Regions from separate parts of the Ovis aries genome. Here region 1 is linked to region 2. A link is a contact called in public Hi-C data. All regions are on one chromosome and are shown on one strand. Each heading gives the region's core, a stretch centred on a gene start, on an enhancer-like site or on the middle of the called end of the contact. The rest is flanking DNA. Distances are from core to core; before and after follow the strand shown. Region 1 holds the start of RAP2A (RAP2A, member of RAS oncogene family). Region 2 overlaps MBNL2 (muscleblind like splicing regulator 2).

Region 1 (5,827 bases), core at 158-2,657, 97 kb after region 2:
AACGACTAGAAAATTTCTCACCCTATAAACAAGATACTGTTCTCTCGATTCATCCCACGATTTAGCCCGCATCCCTCAGCACTATTTCTGTGTGCCTCATTTAGGCAGAATGCCACGGAGACGACATTAAAGCGAAATTCATCACTCTCGCTTGCAATTCAACTCGTTCCTTCGCCAGAATAGGGTGCTGCGACCGCCACCTCAATCAATGACCCCGCCCAAGCCCCACCAGCTCGCCCCTCTCTCCATACTACCAGTCTGTGTAGGCAGGAGAATCGCGATTTCTGATTGGCTCAGAGCAAGTCTCCGTCATGCGTGAGCTCACCTACCATTGGCTGGCAGAGCACGCTCAGCCAAGCCGTTAGCGATGGGAGGGCGGAGCCTGCAACTGGACTCCCCCCATTGGCTGGTGGATGGCATCACGTGGTAAAAGGTGGCTCTCCATTGGCCGAGAGTGGCACCACGGGGTCCACAGAGGTGGGCTGGTTGGCTGAGATGGACCCCTAGCTCCCGACTAGGTTGTCCCGGGTGGCTGTTGCTAAGAGGTGTCCCTGGGCTTTGGGGCTGTGGCCGAGGTCTCCGCTCTCCCGATTTTCCAAGCGCCTGTGGTGACAGGGCGTGGGAAGAGCTGGACTTTCTCTCAGGCCAAGAAAAGGGCGGGGCTGGGGGAGGTGGGCGGGACCCCCAGCGACGTCACCGGGCGTGGGCCCCGGCTACCGCGGCCTCACTGCCTTGGGCAGTAAGTTCCCTGGGGCCTCTCGCGTCTCCCTGAGTGTCCTGAGGCGTAAAATAAAAGCTTCCTTTCGTGGTGTGCCTGCTTCTCCCTAAAACAAACAGCTTTCTCGTTATCTTTATAAAAACAAATCCCTCAGGAATGCTGACGGACCGGGTGGTGTCCAGCCAGGCCCTCGTGCCAGGGTCGCCGTTTGGGCCCTGCCGGTGTCTCTCTTCTCACTCCCCTCCTCAGGTTAAATCTCGGAGACTGCTCTGGCCCCTCCAACAGCCTGTCTCCGCCAAAGTCTTGAACTTGGCGTGTTCAGGTAGAAACAGCTCCCGTCGCCGGGTGGAGAACTGCGCATGTTCAATATGCCCCCTACCCACTGGGTTTGACGGACTGGGGTGTTGTCGGGTGGCCCAGGTGGTTGTTTATCTAAGCCGCCAGCCGAGGATTCCGCGCGGCGCAGAGCCTCCCGGGAGCGCGCGCGCGCCCGGTCGCCTAGGCGACGGGGGCGCAGGGGCGGGGCTGCGCCTCAGGGCCCCGCCCCCCGGGCCTCCAGGCCCCGCCCCCCGGCAGCGCTGCGGCTCGGACTCGGGAGCGCGCTCCGCCGCCGGGAAGAGCAGCAGCCGCGGCGGCGGCGGGAGGGGAGCTGGGCGTGGAGGCGCGAGGGGCGGGGCGGCCGGGCGGGCGGCACTGCGGGCCCGCGGTTCAGGCGGCTCGGGCGGCTCCTTAGCTCCCGCTCCCCGCTCGCCTTCAGTGCCTGCCGGCGCCCGCGGGGCCGCTTTGCAACCTGGCTCGGCCCCTATGCCCAGGGCTGCGCTTACCTCCGCCGGCGCCCGGGGGACCGCGGCGGCCGTGAGGTGGGGGCGGCAGCGGGAGTCGGCGGGGTCGGCCGCCGGCGCAGGGTCCGGGCGCGCAGCTAGGCGGGCGTAGGTCTATGTCGCGGGCGGCGGCGGCGGCGGCGGCCGCGGAGGGACGATGCGCGAGTACAAAGTGGTGGTGCTGGGCTCGGGCGGGGTCGGCAAATCCGCCCTGACCGTGCAGTTCGTGACCGGCACCTTCATCGAGAAATACGACCCCACCATCGAGGACTTCTACCGCAAGGAGATCGAGGTGGACTCGTCGCCGTCGGTGCTGGAGATCCTGGACACGGCGGGCACCGAGCAGTTCGCGTCCATGCGGGACCTGTACATCAAGAACGGCCAGGGCTTCATCCTCGTCTACAGCCTCGTCAACCAGCAGAGCTTCCAGGACATCAAGCCCATGCGGGACCAGATCATCCGAGTAAAGCGGTGAGAGGGCCGGGGGCGCGGGCAGGGGGCTTCGCCGGTGGGGGCCCCGCGAGCCCTCCTGTTCGGGGATCAGAACTCCCTCCCGCGTGCTCTGGCGTGGCCGTGGGCTGGAGGAGCTGTCTAGCGAGACGGCTCTAGGATCATAACGCTTTATCATAATTTTTTTTTTTTACCAGCATCATCCTCATCCTCTTGAATCTCAAATTTGAGTGCTTTGTTTCACAACTCAAATTTGGCATCCCACAAGCACAGCTCTTTGTCTCTTGGTTGTTACTAGTAGCGCTTGTGCAGAACCCCCAAAGCAAAGAAAGTTTAAAACTCGCAGAGGGGAGAGGGGCGGGTTGGTTTCTGCTGGGAAGAGGGCAGCTGTGCAAGTATAGTGGAGACATTTTCAGATTCAACAACAATAAAAAGACCTTTGCAGTTAGATGACAGCAAAAATTGCTCACACATACGTGGTAAACATGTCAAGTCCGAACGAAAAAGACCTTTCTCATTTCATAGAAGACTGAATGGTGCCAGGGCGTTTGAACAAAAATGAACTCTGCAATTAAGATGAAACTTGAAAGACAGATTATCATATTATTTGAAGACTTGGCTCAGTGGAATCGATAGAGTATATTCTAGTATATAGAAGCACAAATATACCACTCCGGTTAAAGAATGTGACAACTTTTTTCTTCTTTTTTTAGTCTAGCTGCCTTATTCCTCTCAAAAACAAAAAAGAAAGAAAGAAAAGGGGGGAGGGGGAGACATTCCTGAAAATAAAGCAAGTTTCTTCAAAGGTGTGACTCAAATATTAGCTAATGTAAAGTTAATGGAAATAAATAAGCACTTTCCTGATAGGAACTCTTTTACTCTAAACTGTGCATTTTGAAAATATGGCTGGTAGCTTAAATGGCTTATAATATTTGTATTCTCTTAAATTGATTATATTTTTTCCTATAATTTCAAGAATCAGAAATGCAATGTCTCAGTTCCGAGTTTTGGCAAATTTTCCTAATTACTGGTTAAGTGCACATTACTGGTTTGTCTGATTCTTATTATTAATAATTGCTAATAATTTTGATCTAGTGTAATTTTGTTTTTCTTACCCAATTCTACCTATAACCCTAAATTAATAGACATTGGCTGAAAGCTAGCTGTAAGTGTACTGTAGACGTAATCTCATTTTTAGCCAAGTTGAATCAACTCATTTTGAAAGAGCAAATACCAAGTCATGTGCCCTCAGGGGTTGTTCAAAAATTCATTACAAGAAGCAGATTTTTGATGCCACATATGAGATCAAAGGGGAAGCCCTCTCCTGAAGTGCTCCCTGACCTTTAACTCATTGAATATGCACTTTAATAGGTAAATTAAAATTTTGTATATTACTTCTTCCATTAAATTTCAAACTAGAATAAAGTGAATATTTTTATGGTCTCTGATGATGTTCTAAGATCTGTGAATCTGATAGCTTTTTTTTTACTTCTTCAGTATCATTTTCTTAAAGTTAATTGCTATAGTTAACATAGGAATACTTTGGGTGTTAAAGTATATGATATTAAGAGGCTCAAATCTTTAACACTTCCCCTGGTCTGTTAACAACAACAAAAAATCCCTAGAGAACAGGGCAATCAAACACATTGTCACATGTCAATCTTAGGCTGTATACATATATCACATTAAAGTAAATGCCCCAACTGCTCCACTCTTTGCATTTACATATATACAGATAATACATACATTGATAAAGTCACATGCCCAGTGCAAACTTCTTGACAGGAGCCTAGGGGATAGAATAGGGCAAAATGTCATTGGATAGTATAGTTCACAGGATTTTGTAGTTTCTCTTGGTATATTTGAGATCACCAATAATGAGTTAGTCTGAACTTAGTGTACTGGAGCAATTTATTTGTTTGCAGTATGACCCAGGAAGAAAAAAAGTAAAACTCTACTTGCCCTGATGTCATTTTACTCACTCGTGTTAGTTCCTGATGTAAAAGGTTGAAAAAAAAATCAGCTGATGTGGAGTTCATAAGCTCAAGATAATTGTCTGTAAGAACCACTTGGGCCTATCTGTCCTGATATTTTTTTTACCTCACCCTAACCTCATTATCTGGCCTCCCAGCCTATAGCATATTTTAAACAATATTGAAAGAAAGAATCTGTGTATTTTATGTATATTATAATACAGTATCTGTTATGCATTTATTATACGAGAGCAGGCATTCAGTGTTTTGATTCTTTAACTTTTCCCACTTAAAGAGTAAAATGTGATTTTCAAATAAGTGCATTTTCTATTATTTTTGAGGATCAATTTTTAAGCAGTTGCTGTAGGAGGTATTTGTAGTTGTTCTTTCCCCTCTGCCAGTTTCCCCTCTGCCAGTCTGCTTTACATATTACATACAACAGTTGTTTGAGGATGTTTAATATCACCATAATGCTGATGACATAAGTGAAATGTAGAGAGGGTTGATATTTTTGGCCAAAAACTAGTCACTGGTGGAGGGGATATTTAAACCAAATCTGCATGAATCCATGTACTCTTCTCTTCCTCTACACCAGGCTGCCTTTGAACTTGGCATTTACTGACAAATTCAATTATGGAGCCTTTCGTCTACGGCAATACTATTCAATTCAAATGTAATTGTGGGCCACATGTGTAGTTTTGAAATGTCTAGTAGCTGAATTTTTTTTTAATGTGAAACAGGTAAAATTAATTTTAATAATAAATTTTATTTAACCCACTCTAAAATATTGTCATTTCAACATCTAATCAGTATTCAGGAATTGAGGTATTTTCATCATTTTCTTTTGCATACTAAATTTTCAAAACTCGGGGTTCTGTTTATACTTACTGCACATTTCAGTGTTTATACAGTATTATTGCTGTATTTCAGTTGCTCGGCAGCCACACCTGGCTCCAGGCTAACATATGGGACCGTGCAGGTCTAAGGTGTAAATATTTTGGGAAAACACTTGCTTCTCTAAGCTCCAGCTTCCATGTTGTGAATTAAGAGTATGGCACGCACCTCTCAAAGAATCTGCCTGCAGTGCTGGAGACCCAGGTTTGATCCCTGGGTCAGGAAGATCCCCTGGAGAAGGAAATGGCAACCCACTCCAGTATTTCTGCCTGGAGAATCCCATGGACAGAGGAGCCTGGTAGGCTACAGCCCATGGGGTCTCAAAGAGCTGGACACCACTAAGCGACTAACGCACACACGTGCATGCACCTCTCAGAGTCTTTGTTAGTATTAAATGAGGTAATACATTTTAAGGTATCCAGCGCAATACCTTGAACATAAAAATGCCAGCTGTTATTTAACTTTGTCTCCTTGTCTGCTTAAATGTTATTTTAAAGGAAATAAATTTGTGGCTGCATTTTGAAATTCATTACCTAGTATAGACCAGTAAAGTGTTAGTCACTCAGTTATGTCTGACTCTGCGTCCCCATAGATTGGAGCCCCCAAGGCTCCTCTATCCATGGGATCCCCAGACAAGAATACTGGAGTGGGGAGCTATTCCCTTCTCCAGGGGAATCAACCTGACCCAGGGATTGAACCCGGGTCTCCTGCCATTGCAGACAGATTCTCAGGGAATCAGGGAAGCCCAAGATGATACTAAAAAAGTGATAGTGATGAAAACAATCCTTGGAAAAATTTTGTTGGTATTCTTTTAAAATATTTTCGCTTATTAAGGATCTTGCAGGAAAAGGCCACAGAATGAACATGTAACTTTTACTGTACCATCTATTCGTGGGCAATAGTGAAATGGAACGTGTCGCTGGATTGTTCTTGTATTGAGTGTTGCTTCTAGAAAATATAAAAGTGTCTCT
Region 2 (6,535 bases), core at 1,188-3,687:
GAAAAGTCAAGAAAGCAAATTCATATATTTATAAAATGTAATTCTTAAGTCAGGAGTCAAACCAGCTCACCTGGATTTAACTTAACTGGGTTAAATTTCTTTTTAATCAGGGCATCCATTTATCTTAACTGTTGTATCCTCTGGTATTTAATAGAGCATTTTATATGGAGTATAAAGAATCTGATAGATTTTTCAAAGGGCTCCTGAAATTCGATCACCAATTATAGTTAGTTGATACATATGTAAGGTTAGGATATATACTGTACTTTATCTTGGGATCATTCAAGAATGATTCTTTCAATGTGCATTTGTTTAAATATTTACTCTATACATCTTGAAAGTGATAAAATGTTGCCTAATACCAGCTTCCTTCTGAAGTATGTGGATCCCCAAATGAAAAGACTATAACCTCCCATCGCTACAGTTTTGATCCAGCCTACCCCTGTGAATATTGAACAGACCTTTTACGGGACTGGAAAAGTGTTTGGGGCGCCACCTGGTGGACCCGTGAAGCTTTTGTGTTCAGTACGTGACTGTGTGGTTTAGAAAACAAATTAAATCAGTCGAGTTGGGAACAAGTTGTCCTTCCCAACAGGATTGGCAGACAAAGACATATGTAAAAATGATTCACGGAGACTTTAGCAAAGCAGCTTGCAATTTATTTCAAAGCAGGAATGAAGTCAGTGGCACACAGAGCCCCTAGGTAAATGCTCAACACCCAACGCCGTCTCAACCTCGAGTCATTCCACTTATAAGGGGAGGCTTACTCACAATCTGTGGGTACAGCTTAGTAATTTTTCTTTTGTACGTTTTATGAGCTAACGATGGAATGTTGGACAATATACAAAGTAGAAGGAAGCAATTAATAATTTTGTGATGTATCTGCTTGGCCTTCAAACTTGCCTGGCCACTGATCAGCGAAACTGTATTTCCCAAGTACCTAAGACTGTCACAAGGTTCCCAGTGTCATGCCAGTGACCCTTCCTATAAGTCACTAGTGATCAAGATGTGAACCGCCACTTAAGCACATCAACACTGGATGTAGAGCCTAAGAAAAGAAATTACCATTTCACTAATAATTTTTCTCTGATACAGATATTTATAACTGTTATATGCTTCTTATTTGTGTTATTTCATATTATTGATATTTAGGGCAAGATTAAGAATACTCTTTAAATTCCAAGGAAAATTTTCTTTATACAGTTAACTCTTGATCCATGGGAATTCTCAGAGGATGGAGCATTTTAGTTACTAGAGATTTCAGGATAATTAAGGACTGAAGAATAAGAAAAAGAAACAATACATCAACACTCCAAAATCTATCCTACTTCCTTCCCCCAGGCCCCTGCTTTATCTCTTCCCATATTTCTCTCCTTTTTATCTTTTCTTTATTGTAAAAAATAATATTGTGATTTAAATGAAAGTTTTGGTGTCTTGGGTATCATAGTTGTTCTAATCTATGATTAGAAGCCCACTTTATCTTGTAGAGCAGGAGAGATTTAGGGGAAAACGGGAGTATTCACACTCACCCTGCCCCCCACTTCCTGTCCTCAGGGAGAAGAAACAAGTTGGTCACTTCTGCTTAATTCTTTTTGGAATTGTGCCGCTATGATATTGTAGCTGGATCCTTGGTGAAATAATCCCTCCATGCAAAAAACCCCACGACTTCCCAGAGTTGTCATGGTAGAAGGAGACGTAGTTATATACAGAAGACCAGATTTTATACATATATATGTGTGTGTATATATATAAAATCTCTGAATTAGTATATATATAACATATTTTCTTTCCTTCCTTCCCTTCTCTATAAAAGTCAACAAATAAATATAAATAAATAAAACCCAAGAACAATGGGGGCCTTGTTGATTTTTGTTATCTTAGCTAAAGTGTAGATTTTTACTTCCTAGCTCAATACAGATTCTCACCCCAGCAAACAGGGCGAAGCAAAACTGAAGTGATCATAGTTTGCCCGGGATTCCAGTGACTTGGGTTGATTGTAAACGGCAAAAAAGCCAGCATGCAAAGAAAGGGAAAGCATCTTCTTCTTCTTTTTTTTTTTTTTTTACTGCATCGTATGCTCTTCTCCCCCCCCCGCCCCGTGTCCTAGGTCTGCAGGGAGTTCCAGCGAGGAAACTGTGCCCGGGGAGAGACCGACTGCCGCTTTGCACACCCCGCCGACAGCACCATGGTCGACACAAACGACAACACCGTAACCGTTTGTATGGATTACATAAAGGGGCGTTGCATGAGGGAGAAATGCAAATATTTTCACCCTCCTGCACACTTGCAGGCCAAAATCAAAGCTGCGCAGCACCAAGCCAACCAGGCCGCGGTGGCCGCCCAGGCAGCCGCGGCCGCGGCCACAGTCATGGTAAGTGGGGCGCGCGCGCCGCGCACCTTCCCCGAAGCCCGCGCGCCCGGAGCCGCGCCTTCCGCGCGGGCACGCGCACGCGCGCCTCGCCGCCGGGAGTGGGGCCGGCTGGCGCTCCCGCTGCTCCGCTGCCTCCGTCCTGTCGTGGTTCCCCCGCCCCGCCCGTTTCGTTTTCGTTTTGTTCCGTTCCTCCCTCCTTCCCTTCGCAGCACAATAAGTAAATCCCTCAGGCGGGCGCAGGGAAGCCAGGGGCGGGTGCGAGGGCCCCTCCCCAAGCCCAGAGCGCCTCTCGGAGCGCGGACGCGGGCGGGACCGGGCTGGAAGGACCAGGGAGGCGGCCTGGAGCCGGGGAGAGAGGAGAACCGGGCGGAGGATGCACCCGGGCCGGGAGCCACTGCCCCCATTTTTTTGCTCCCCACTTCTTGTTACTTATTACAAAGGCCATGCTGCAAACTCCCTCTCTCCCTGAAAGAAAATTTATGCAGAACATAAAGTCATGAAACAGATGAAGATGGAGCTGTATGGATGGTGTTTTGAAAAATAAGAATAATAATAAAAGGCCTGGAAGGTAGCCCCAAGTCCCCTGCGTTAAAGACACAGGCCTCCCCAGCACCCTCGGGAGCCTGTTACAGCTCGACTCAGCCCCACTTCTCCCCCCCCCCCCCCCCCGCCCAGACCTTTGGGATCAGGATTTAAATTTCCCAACATCCCCAGGTGGATTGTATACACAGTAACGTTTGAGAAGCACCTGCCTAGAACACGTTGTTGTTGTTTGGTCGCTAAATCAAGTCCGACTCTTTGCAACCCCGTGGACTGCACTAGCCAGGCTTCTGTAGTCTGGGATTACCTGAGGGCACGTGAAAGTTTCTAAGGGCAGTCACTTCCCCCAAGTTTCTTATTTAATTGGTTTGGGTGTGGCCTGGGCATGCGCCTTTTCTTTTCCAGCTCCTCGTGAGTCCGTTGTGTTACAAAAATTGAGCACCACCCGCACTGGATTGTAATTAATCTGTTGTGGTGTGAGATCTCTGGCTTGACGTCAGTGTGTTTTAATGTGTGATAGACACTGGATAATCCATGAGACCTGGCGCTCATCGGGCACTTGCTGGATGGAATAAATAAATTAGGCAGTTTTCCTCGTCCTCGGGAGCTTGGAGTTTAGTAAGTGACAGGGATAACGGTCCTCCATGACGTGATGGAAATGCATCACGGGGTCTAGCTATGGAACTACGAAAAAAATCAGTCCTTATTCCTTAGATACCTGTTAAATACAACAAACCACTGGTACTAATAGTAACCTTTGGCGCTGAGCCCTGAATTTATCTGAGTTATCTGAGCCTTGATTTATCTGCCTGTTACCTAGAAGTGGATTTCCCTGGTGGCTCAGGGGGTAAAGAATCTGCCTGCAAAGCAGGAGATCTGGGTTTGATCCCTGGGTGGGGAAGATCCCCTGGAGAAGGGAATGGTAAGCCACCCCAATATTCTTGCCTGGAGAATTCCATAGACACAGGAGCCTGGCTGACTACAGTCTGTGGGGTTGCAAAGAGTCAGATACAAGAGAGCGACTAACCCAAGACACACTACTTAGAAGTAGCAGTCCTAACATCTACATAATCAATAAGTTCTTGAATCATTGAAGGAGCAGTGTACCTAGAATAAGTCAATGGTAGATGACCTGGGTTGATGGAGATAAGAGAAGAAATGGCCATTACATGTATACACACAGCCCGATTTCTTTAAATTGTGAGTCTACGTGCCCTTCTTCGGTGCAGTTGCAAATCCTTCTCATCAAAATGCACAAAGGTTGTTAGAGTGGATGTCAGCGTGTTTAGTTGCCATAGTTTCCTCCATTGTTACACTGTGCTGGATTTGGAGTTCTGATATTTCAGGTGGTCTTGCAGCATCCTCAAAGACAACCCAAAGGAATGTAGTTTCAGAACAAAAGCATCAGGTTCTTTCTGACGATGACATGAAAGTTACTGAATCTACAGTGTCTTTTGAAAGTGAGAGGCTCATTTGAAACCAGTTGCAGTTCGATGAAGTCAAAGTCTTCTTACTCTAGTAACAAGATTACTCAGCACCATGAAGGAAAAACGATTGTTTTATTTCTTTAAGAGAATGAATGGGTGTGATGATTGCAGCCAGAAGATGTTAGTATCCCATTCACCTGGGTTTCATGCCTGAGCTCCAAGAATTACTGTAGTGTAGTTTTTATTGTTATCCAGGAATTTCTGCTTCTTTTGATTAATTGGACCCTGAAAATGAATTCAAACTTTGAGTCCAGAGAAAGAGGCATCTCTTTCCTTTACAGCCTTATACTTGTACAATAGCTCTTAAAACATGGGCATCATCCCCACCAGAATTTTTCAAATGTGAAAATAAATCAGAGCTTCTCTCTGGTAATTTTAACACAAAGGGTATCTGGTCTTCAAGACAACAGTCTTTCTTCACACACACGCACCAAAATTGGGCTGCACCAGAAGATACTTATTTTGTAAAAAGAAACAAGAGCAGCTGCCATCAGCTAGTCATGAAAACATGTTCAGGAACTTTGAATTCCATCCTACTTGTCCATATCCCTTTCTTCTGCATTGAAGTGGCAGCTCTGGTTACTGTCGTCCACGATTCTTGACTCCTCAGGTTTGGTCTTTACCTCTAAGGCCGGGCAGTTGGTTCACTTGCCTTGAAGTTGGCTTGCTCCTTGATCCAGAAAATGAAACGCCTGGCTACATGCACACACACTATAGAGAAGGCTCGGGGAGGGGACAGAGGATCAGAAATGTTGGTGAGGCCAGCTGGAATGGATGCTCAGTATCTGGCACATAGTAGGAGCTCAATTAAAGAGAATCTGGTTCTCTGCGTAGGTGCCTAAGGAAGCTCCCAAAGTTCACTGGCCTTGGGGATCTCTGAGGTCTGCTCTAATCCTGAAGGTCTTTCAATATAGGTAAACATATGGCTGCAGTCACATAATATCCTCTAAAACAGAACATCTGGGTACTACAAAGGCACATTATAACGTGATTATTCACCCATACAGTTTTTAAAATACATTCCACACGTGTTCCTCAAAGCGTGAGACATGCAAGATATTTATATGTCCACTCCAGGAGCTGTGTGTTTCCTTGAAAAGACAAGATATTTGCATCTAGTAAAGAAACCCAAGTGAGTGGTAGAAAGAGAGATGCTGTCAGTGTCTAGCTCACTTTAGAGCTCTCAGCTTCTTTAAATTCCTAGTTTATTATAATTTCTGTGGAAATTACATTCATCAAATGAGGTTTGGAAAAAAGAGAACATAAACCTTTCAGGTGCTTATCTTAGGGAGAAATACTTAATATCTCTTTTTCTACTCGGAGACTTCGCTAAATGATCTTTTGTTGAAAATTTTGTTCATAAGCACCAGGCTTTAGAGACATAATCACTCTCCTAGTTAGCATATCAGAAAAGATCAACCCAAGAGTAGGTGTGTTCTTTATCTCCCAAGGACTGAAAAAGGGAAGGGAAGAATGGAATCCCAGAAAGTCCAGGCCAAAATGATTTTGAGTTTAACCATCCAGTTAATAAGCTTCCCTGTGGCTCAGACAGTAAAGAATCTGCCTGCAATGTGGGAGACCCAGGTTTGATCCCTGAATTGGGAAGACCCCCTGGAGAAGGGAATGGTCAACCCACTCCAATATTCTTATCCAGAGAACCCCATGGACAGAGGAGCCTGGTGGGCTAGTCTGTGGGGTCGAAGAGCCCAACACGACTGAGTGGCTGACGTGTTCACTTTGTTTAATCCAGTTAATGTTGTTAGTGCACTCTATGAGAACAGGCTATGTAGCCTTATGTAGTTAGTATAGGCTAATGTAAGCAAAAACAATTTTTTTTATTATCTAGCAATGTAAAAATATGTTGGAATGAAAGATCTTAAATAAAAGTGATGTCATGAAAGTTACATCATGGCAAACTGACGCTGGAGTAAAGAATATTCAAAGCTTTCTTGTTCTGAATCTTGTTGGTTTTTTCAGATGTTCACAGTTCTGCCTGTAGAACGATGATTTCCTCTGTGATGGCCTCTATCCAGACTGCCTTCCGAAACATTGGCCATTCTAAACCTTTTCTCTCCCTACAGTCCTTTCCACTTTATTTCTAGTCCCCGCATCCCCGCCCTCAACTCACCCTTAGCCC

The links. A called contact is a pair of places that touch in the nucleus more often than the background predicts.
Region 1: a Hi-C map of hypothalamus shows a contact between it and region 2, with 2.4 times the contacts expected there. The contact joins the promoter of RAP2A here to the enhancer-like site in region 2. A contact is called at or near these places in 2 of 16 Hi-C or Micro-C datasets (hypothalamus and tail adipose tissue).

Annotation. Positions count from the first base shown.
Region 1 is chr10:73,975,537-73,981,363 of ARS-UI_Ramb_v3.0, forward strand. It overlaps RAP2A (RAP2A, member of RAS oncogene family), which reads left to right and starts at 1,408. Exons shown (of 2, transcript XM_027973728.3): 1 at 1,408-2,010. The coding sequence starts at 1,697.
Region 2 is chr10:73,877,259-73,883,793 of ARS-UI_Ramb_v3.0, forward strand. MBNL2 (muscleblind like splicing regulator 2) reads left to right here. Exons shown (of 8, transcript XM_060394207.1): 5 at 2,108-2,371. Among named protein-coding and RNA genes, the nearest start is that of RAP2A, 96 kb to the right of the region's middle. Within about 2 kb of position 2,438, at least 33 of the 54 cell types and tissues checked have an H3K27ac peak or open chromatin away from gene starts, as enhancers often do. A contact at or near this core is called in hypothalamus, where this site is marked.